Regions from separate parts of the Mus musculus genome. Here region 2 is linked to region 1. A link is a contact called in public HiCAR-type data. All regions are on one chromosome and are shown on one strand. The core of a region is the stretch at or near the end of the contact, and the rest is flanking DNA. Distances in the headings are between cores, read along the strand shown. Region 1 has its middle 53 kb from the start of Gm30113. Region 2 has its middle 16 kb from the start of Gm22521.

Region 1 (4,673 bases), core at 644-3,143:
GGAACAAAGTAATTATATAGTGTGGTGATTATCATGGAAATTAGGCCAATACATGTTTAAGTTAAAATGTTAGAAATTTCAGGTTTTTAAATACAATCTTCACACTTGCACCAAGAAGGAAGTTAAAGATATATGCAAAAGAGAATGAGAAAAGACTCCAGCCATGTCTTTGCAAAAACATCAGATTAAAACAAAGACAGTGATGTGGAGCATCATGAAGGCACAGGAAGGTTCCTTGTCTACAGAGGGCTGCTTTCCCTTCCAGGCTGCAGCCACACTGTTGAGTATTCTAGGGAAGGCTAATGCTGTATCCTTAAATGGCAGCTCTAAAGTTCCATCTACAAACACTGTAACAGCAGCAATTATGTTTTAACATATCATTTTAGCATTTATTCATATCATGGCAGCTTCTGAGAAAATTCATTTGCATTAGGAAGACAGGCTTATTTGTTTTGGTTTATGTGTATGCCTGCATATATGTCTGTGGACACATGTGAGCTTGGTGCCAGTGGAGACCAGAAGGCGGCATCAGATTCCCTGGAACTGGAATTCTAGGTGGTTTTGGGTGCTGAAACAGAAGGAAGAGGACAGGGGTCCTCTGTGACAGAAGCTTCATTTATTCTAATTGTCATGTAAAGGGTTTGAATGTGTATACTTTTGTGGTCTATACTGATGCCTTGTCATCTACCCTCACATGAACTATATCAACTTACAACTATACATTTCTACTTTATACCTCAGTGTCCTGGCCACCTTTTCTCCTCTATTCAGAAAGCAATAAAGTGAGGAAAGAAAATCAGTGTATAGTATCCCCACATGAATCCAGAGCTCAGTATTGCTGACAGAGGCCTTTTGTCCATTGGAAGTCCCTTCATAGCAAGCTTAGCCTACACCTCTTTAAGTATATGATGGAGAGAATAACAGTACCTATATCAGGAACTGTGAGTTGTCAGGGCTAGTATAGGTAGAATGAGACTGTCAACTAGCATAAAGTGCTGTGGTACCCAAACCCTTGCTAGTTCCTATTCTATTAATCTCAGTCTGAAGGATGGTGTTAGCCAAGAAATACATAGGACATGAAGTGGTGTTGGTTTTGAGGCCATGTCTTCTGGGTGCTTCCTCCACTCCTGGGCCATGTGAGAACAGAGATGATAGGTTATTGATGTTTTCCAATATGAATGAATATTCGCAGATATAGTAGCTTATTGTAAAGTTGTCCTAATTCAGACCACCATTCCTAATGATTCCAGTAATTTAGATATGTTAACTCTATAGTACATATACATGGGCCTCAAGTTTGCCTTAGGGACATATTGGGTCTTTTGAAAGTTTTTTTGTTTTTGTTGTTGTTGTTTCGGGTTTTTTGTTGTTGTTGTTGTTGTTGCTGTTGTTGTTGTTTTGGGGTTTGGTTTTTTGGTTTTGTTTTTTTTTTTTTTTGTTTTTTGTTTTTTTTTTGGGGGGGGGGTTTGTTTGTTTGTTTTGTTTTGTTTTGTTTTTCGAGACAGGGTTTCTCTGTGTAGCCCTGGCTGGCTGTCCTGGAACTCACTCTGTAGACCAGGCTGGCCTCGAACTCAGAGATCCGCGGCCTGCCTCGGCCTCCCGAGTGCTGGGATTAAAGGCGTGTGCCACCACACCCGGCGTTTTGCTTTTGTTTTTGTTTTTTTGTTTTTTAAAGTGAGAAGAAACTCCAGACTTACTTTCTAAAACAGTAACATTACTAAAAGCAAGGGCCTCAGTACAGCGATAACAAACACAAATCACCTACTTTGCCAAGAGCTTAAAAGGTCTGGCCTTATTTAATTTTCAAGGCAATCACGGGACTTCACAGAGCTTAGGTAGCAGAGCTAAGGCTTGGATGTTTAGGGGTGCTGGTCTAGAATCAAGGCCAACCCAACCTACACTTATGTCTGTGTTATGCTGCCTCCTCATGGTAAGAGTTTGTTGTAGGACAACAGCAGATACTTCAGACTGAACCCTCCAAGTCCTCCTTTAGCCTTTGACCTAGAAATCCTGCAAGAAAAGCACCTTCTGCCACTGTCAAACGGGAACAGCTCCATCTTGCATAGATGTGGGTGTGCCATGCAGTAGAAGCCAGATAAACCAAGCGGGGGGAGGGAGGGAGGGCGGGGGAACAGGGGGCGCGGGGGGTGGGGAGTATCTTTCTCAGGTCACTGAACTGATATAGGTGACATTAATCTGGAACTGTGAGCCATATACTTGTGACCTGATATGAACGGCAAATGACCTGTTAAAAAGCTCTAACCTATTTCCAGAGCATGACTTTCCACCCGGGGAATCTGTGCCATGCTCAGCAGTGGCAGGAATGGTGTGCTGAATTCCGACACAAGCCTGAACTCAAGCCCAGTTAAGCCGCACTGAGTATTTACCTCGGAAGATCTTAACGGGATCCAGAAAATTCATGGAAAGCCCTCATAGGAGAAGATCTGGCACTCCGTATTCCACTCTGTCTTCAATTTCAAGGTGACAAGCACATTCCGGTGCTCAAATTTCAGGGTAGTAGGAACATTAAAACTGACTTAGGAAAGCCTCCTGTAGAAGCTACAAGCATGGGAAGATGGTTGCTAAGGGCACCGGTAGGAGGTTTGCTTTTCCAATTCAGAAGTTTATAAAGTATTGTTCATTACTTTCCTTTGGTAGGCAGCACAAAGTGATGCTGAAAGGCATTATCACGTGGTCATGTGAACTCAGTACTAGAACCTGTTTGTTGGTGACCCAACCCTCATTCCTAATGCTTGTTTCCCTTGACTATTTAGAAATAGATGTTCACATGATACTTTTGTTTAAAGAAACACAACCAGACTTGTTCTTACTGGGTTTATAGAAAGATTTACACTACAGGAAAAGAAATGTTAGCTTTTAGCTCCCCTCTTTCAACATATTCAAACCTGATTTTCATTGTTGACTGAAACATCGGTGTGAGCTCAGTTACCCAGCCATCCTAGGACCATGAGTAAATACATTAATATGAAAAAAAAAGAGTGAAGAATTGACACAAGTTTAGTTCTAAAGAAATGACAATTATTTGTATTTTAAATAATTTTCATTAATAAATGCTTTATCTTCATTTTTATGAACATGATGATAAGACTTAAATAATAAAGTATAATTTCCTTCTGAATCTCACACTCTATGACCAGGATTCTTTTTTTTTTTAAAGTTTTTAATTAGATATTTTATTTATTTACATTTCAAATGTTATCCCTTTTCCTGGTTTCCCCTCCAGAAGCCCTCTAACCCATCCCCTTCCCCCTGCTTCTCTGAGGGTGCTTCCACCTCCCTGTCCTGGCGTTCTCCTACACTGGAGCATGGAGCCTTCACAGGACCAAGAACCTCTCCTCTCATTGACTTCCGACAAGGCCATCCTCTGCTACATATTCGGCTAGAGCCATGAGTAGCTCCATGTGTACTCTTTCATTGGTGGTTTAGTCCCTGGGAGCTCTGAGGGGTCTGGTTGATTGATATTGTTGTTTCTCCTATGGGGTTGCAAACCCCTACAGCTCCTTCAGTCCGTTTTCTAACTCCTCCCTCGGGGACCCTGTGTTCAGTCCAATGGTTAGCTACGAGCATTCATCTCTGTATTTGTCTCAAAATATTTTCTGTTCCTACTCTTAAAAAGAGTTCTTCCTTGGATTCATACCTAGTTGAATGTTCTTATTTAATACTGATGTATAAGAGCTGATAATAGTTTTTAACATGGTGAAAAGTTTTAAAATACTAATCACTTTAACATTAAGAAATAACATTATAGGTAAAAACGTGACACTCTGGAGTCTCAATTCAAGTTGGCTTACCTATATACTACACAGTTGGCATATAATTTGAGGGAGCAATGTAAATATCTAAAGAAGAATTCACAGTTGAATGGTGAGAATTTAGCCTTGAGCACATGTTTATAATTATGATTTTAAGTGCAGGATTATCCTATTTGATTAAAGCTCTTAGTAGGAAGTTGGTTGTCATACAGATGTGGGGAATGAAGGAAGTCTAGTATACATACAGTTCTAGTGGCATCCAGTACTTGGTAGAAATTAGACAATGGCATGCAGAGAGAATTAGTTCATCCACCTAAAGTGGACTAAGCAATAAGATTGATCAGAGTACTGCTGGGGAGAGATAGTGAAAACCTAAGTTGACACACCCATCCAAACAGGCTAATGACAAAAATCAGTATTTTTCTGGCAAGTTTTTTTTTTTTTTTCTCTCCCAAGACTATGGCTTTAACTTTACTTAGTGCTGGCATCTGAAAAAAAATATTCATAGAAATAAAATTATACAGATGAAACAAGTTGTATTTATGTATATATACTCATAGATGTGTTTAACAAAAATTAATGAAAAAGAAGGCCATGCGTTCGAAAGAGAGCAAGAAGGAAGTATATGGAAAGGGTTGGAGGGAGGAAAGGAAAGGGGGAAATGATGTAATTATAATCTCCAAAAATTAAAGAAACCATTTTAAAATTCTCACCTTTACTATCAACTCCTGATGTAACACTGACCAGTGAGCTGGGACAGAGAGAGATTATATTATGAGGGAATAGGAAAGGATTTCCAAAATTCTTTGAGGAAATATAGGCAGTATTTAGAGGATTATTATTTTCTCCCTTTTTAATAACCCTCTCTTACCTTACTTAAACTTCTCCTCTGATACCATA
Region 2 (4,673 bases), core at 1,619-4,118, 200 kb before region 1:
CCCATGGAGGGACCCATGGCTCCAGCTGCATACATAGCAAATAATGGCCTTGTTGGGCATCAATGGGAAAGGAGAGGCCCTTGGTCCTGTGAAGGCTCGATGCCCCAGTATAGGGGAATGCTAGGGAGTGGGTGGATAGGTGGGGGAACACCCTCATAGAAGCAGGAGGGAAGGGCTTGTAAAGGGAAAACTGGGAAGGGAGTTAACATTTGAAATGTAAATAAATAAAATAACCAATAAAAAATAAAGAAAAATAAAGAAACCTTTGTCAAGGCATGCACAACATGTCTCCATCATTAAACTTACCTTCCTTTGCCAAAAAGATTCATGAGATAGTGATCAGCACAGAGAGAAACACAAAGATGAGTAAGATGAATGTGTGCATGCACACACACACACACAGAGAGAGAGAGAGAGAGAGAGAGAGAGAGAGAGAGAGACAGACAGACAGACAGATAGACAGATGGACAGTCAGATAGACAGACAGACATAGTATTATATAATGTGCTGCATGATGCCCGGTACAAAGATTTTATCTATTTCCCAAGTGCACATGCACACTCACATGATCTCAATATGTAACATGTTTCTGTTCCTAGACCTAATATGTACCATCCACTAGCCTCAAAGCAAACACTTTTTAATTTCTCGTTTGGGAAAAATAAAACTAATCTAGGAGACAAAAGACAATACAGCAACATGGAGGACTCATCTATTTACAATTAGATATAGACTATGCTTTTTATTTTAGAATTAATATGCATCTCACTAATGCCCAAAATGAACTCACATTCTAAAGCTGGGTTAGGAGAAAGAGAAAGGGGAAGACCCCTGAGATCTGTGAATGACAAGGAAGAGGTGTGTTTGCACTTTTCACCAAGAAAGGCTTGAGAGAAGAATGCAAGCAATCCTTCTTGTGGAAACAGGGTAGTTCTCTGTGGTAAATCACCTGCCTGGGGCTTCCCCAGATCAAGAACACCGAGAAAGAGTTGCAAGCCCTTGACTAGAAAGACCATATTAGGGCTGAGGACCTAAAGTCCATCTGAATCTTATTGCTCTTATTGCTATTACATGCTCCTTTGAGGAGAGATTGTAAACATAATAACAATCATATTATCCCACTACCTCTTGAACAGATTATCTTTGCTGGTTGAATGTGTGTGTGTGTGTGTGTGTGTGTGTGTGTGTGTGTGTGTGTGTTTGCATGCACATTTTAGGAGAGTTTATTTACATTGGTGACTCTATTCCAGTGTATTTGACTCTTCTGTGATAAAAGAGGAACAGAAAAATGAGACTGAGAAAAGATAAGGTAAGAGTTGTCAGATCATCATTCCGGTAATTCTTTCTTCTAGACACCAGGCAAGGCAATGCACTTGGACCTAAAAACACACAGATCAGCAAAGCCTATTCTAGAGGCATCTATGGTCTAGATAGAGTAACCTAGGGCTTAGAGAGTATTATGAAAATGGTATCTATATTCTTAGGAATAAGGAAGGCACAGTGCTTAACACTGCATAGTTGCCCTATAGCAAGCAGAAACTAATCAGTATATTGCCAAAAGCCACAGGTGGCAATCCCTAGTTAGGGGATTCCCTAACTAGTTTGCTTTAGGCCATTACCTGGGTCCAGCTGGCCCAGCTGGCCCAGGTGTTGAGGTAGGGATGCACAGACATTCCTGTTAGTACTTCCTTCATGCAAATTCACATCCTCTCTTGATTAAAAAAAATCTCTATCAAATAAGTCTCTTGATAAAATTTTTTAAAGCAAATTCCTTTAAGGAAATGGATCAAGATATACTTCTAAACATATAAAAAGTGACGAAGTGACAATTTAGTAAGATATTAAAATCTTCAAACCCATGAACTTCCTGTTTTACTCTTCAAAAATGATTAAAGAAGACCGTGGTGTTGGAGACGATAATGATAGCCACCACAGTGTAGATAAAGTCAGTAAGAATAACAGGCATTGGAGGCATTCTCAGAGCTTCCTATGTCTAAGAATTTTGTATGCATTTCTGTGAGACCGTTATCCTGTTTCAGTTTTGCAGATAAAGAAATAGGACACTTGTTTGCCTCAGATCACACACATTTTCAAAAGGAGGACATGTGTTCAAATCTAAGTGTGCTTGACTGCAGAGTCTAAGTCCCTATCTGTTGTCTGCCCTGTGTGTGAAAGGAGATGCTGAGCTCTACTCCAAAGATCTCCACTACCTCATGGAGAAGTGAGGAAAGACAAGAAGGAAAATGAGGGGAAATGTCCTCTCAGAAGGGCAAAGAGGTAAAAGATTACATACTCTGTTAATGACTTCTATTAGGCGTTGCAAATCATTCCCCTACCCCACCCCAGACTCCAATAGTTTGTCCGTGTTCATGGCTTAGTCTCCTTGAAAGGTGTTTTTCAACCCATCCATATTCTCTCTAATTGGGTGTCAACTAAAATATCAGTTAGCGACTTCCATTAATAGACAATATTGCAAACTACAAAACATCTTTTCCTACTCTCTAGCTTCACACATGCAGGTGAGTTGCACTGAAGACCAAATATGAAAGAAAGAGAATCGCATTTACCCAGCTCAAGTAAAATGGGTAAATGGCTTTGCAGTCTCCCTCTGCTTGTCTGGCTCCACATGACATCTTCCTTGTGGAAAGTGCTTTATATATGTCACCCTGACCTCCATTTCCTCCCATCTACTATGAAAACTTGCTTAATGAGATTCCCGCCAAAAAGAAAGGTTATCTAGAACTTCAAAATTATTAAGAAAAGGAAGTTTGACTCGCTTGTGGAGGCTTCTCTTAAAGTACTATATATAGCAGTTGCTTTTATGTTCATAGCTACAGAGAAATACAACTTCCTGCTTTCTCTGAAAAATGGTGTTAGAGCTTGCAAGCTGGGGCTAGGCTCTAAAAAAATACTTGCATCCAGGTCATCAGCCTATGTGACTCATTAGAAGTCTGTGACTATGCAAAGCAAAAATGAATTTTTTTTTTTATCGTGGACCTTAGTCTTCACTTCAATTTTCTAATCCCAGGGAATTGTATATATTTTGTCTCTGAATTACTATTTTAATAATGTGTTAACAATAGAATTAGTCTATGACTTTCATCATCATTTCATTCAATGATTTTCCAATATGTATGACCATGTTGCCATTGTTTCTGAATAAATAGGCAAAGACAGAAGAGAACTGGTATTGAACATGGAATTAGAATCTATTTATCTTGGTCAGCTTACTTGTGTTTTTTTTTTTTAAGATTTATTTATTTTATATATGTGAGTACACTGTCAGACCACACCAGAAGAGGACATCAGAACCCATTACAGATGGTTGTGAGCCTCCACGTGGTTGCTAGGAATTGAGCTCAGGACCTCTGGAAGAGCAGTCAGTGCTCTTAACCACTAAGCCGTCTCTCCAGCTAGTCTTGCTTTTTCATCTGCACACAGGCCTTAGGAATATGCAAGTGTTGATAGCGAGACATTTATTAGTAAGGAGTCAGAGTTAATTGAACATCAACAAAATTTATTTTCTGCATTACGCTCTGAGTGTCAAATAAATATTTATTCCTACAAACATGAAAGTCACTTTTCTCATGCATTTTCTCATAATGTGTTATTTTTCATGGGTGGCAAATAAGTTGTTAAAATAACTGAACTACTTTTAAATAATATCTAAAAAAAAAAAAAAAAACCTCAGCTTTTAGTAATGCTAACTTTGAGTAATTGGATAAAGTGTGGTGTCAGACTTCATCAGTGCAAAGTCCCTTTTTCTCTGATTGTGTTCATTAAATTATCTGTTAGAAAACAATGCTGAAGTTGGAATGAACTGATAACAGGTGATTCCTAATGAGATGTGCTGACATTACTTGGGAATGCTTATGGCCAAGATGTGTAAATGAAATCTAATTGCTAAAATATATGAGGCTTAGGAGTCAACCTCTAAAGCTGTATACAAAAATGAGTGCTGAGTAATCTCTAAAAGTGTTAGTATTGGTCTGGGAAAATGACTCAGTGAGTAAAGGGCAGCCTGAGAAAGCATATAGACCTGTGATCCGATCATTAGTGCCCATATCTAAAGCTGGGAGCCGCCATGATTATCTGTTACTGCAGCACTGGAAAGCAAAGACAGCTGAATTTCCAGCTGCAACTCTGGGCTCCAGGTTCATTGAAACGCTAATTAAATAAAAATTTGGAGAGAAATTAGAGGATGACACTGACAGTCTACCCCCAACCTCTCCTCTACATTTGCATATGTGGGCAATCACATGTGCCCACATATGTATCACTCACACACACACACTCACAGCCAGTGAGAGGAAAAAACAAACAAACAAACAAACAAACAAAAAAAAAAACAGGAGGGACTAGGGACCATTCCCAAGTAAGAACAAGAAGAGACACAGCACACAGCATCACAATATAATATGTGGTCTTAACTTAGATCCTAGACCAGGAATAACTGTTATTACAACTTATTAATAGCCAGACATGTAGCTATCTTATGCCTCTAAATCCTCGAATTTGGGAAGCAGAAACAGGTAGATCTCTGTGAAGTCCAGGACAGCCTAGTCTACATAGTGAGTTCTAGGCAACCAAGGGAACACAGAGAAACCTGTTGAAAGAAAGAGACAGGGAGATATTTATTGGGAGAGTTGGTGAAATCAAAATATAATCTGTTA

Evidence for each region. HiCAR-type assays count read pairs that join an accessible place to other places.
Region 2: a HiCAR-type map of Th17 cells shows a contact between it and region 1, with 5 times the contacts expected there. The contact joins two enhancer-like sites. A contact is called at or near these places in 2 of 39 promoter capture datasets (3T3-L1-derived adipocytes and stem cell-derived epiblast-like cells), 1 of 15 datasets of contacts at CTCF or cohesin (pro-B cells) and 2 of 115 datasets of contacts at active chromatin or transcription factors (CD8 T cells and Th17 cells).

Annotation. Positions count from the first base shown.
Region 1 is chr15:63,004,723-63,009,395 of GRCm38.p6, forward strand. No RefSeq gene overlaps it. Among named protein-coding and RNA genes, the nearest start is that of Gm30113, 53 kb to the left of the region's middle. Within about 2 kb of position 1,894, at least 9 of the 459 cell types and tissues checked have an H3K27ac peak or open chromatin away from gene starts, as enhancers often do. A contact at or near this core is called in CD8 T cells and Th17 cells, where this site is marked.
Region 2 is chr15:62,806,668-62,811,340 of GRCm38.p6, forward strand. No RefSeq gene overlaps it. Among named protein-coding and RNA genes, the nearest start is that of Gm22521, 16 kb to the left of the region's middle. Within about 2 kb of position 2,869, at least 30 of the 459 cell types and tissues checked have an H3K27ac peak or open chromatin away from gene starts, as enhancers often do. A contact at or near this core is called in CD8 T cells and Th17 cells, where this site is marked.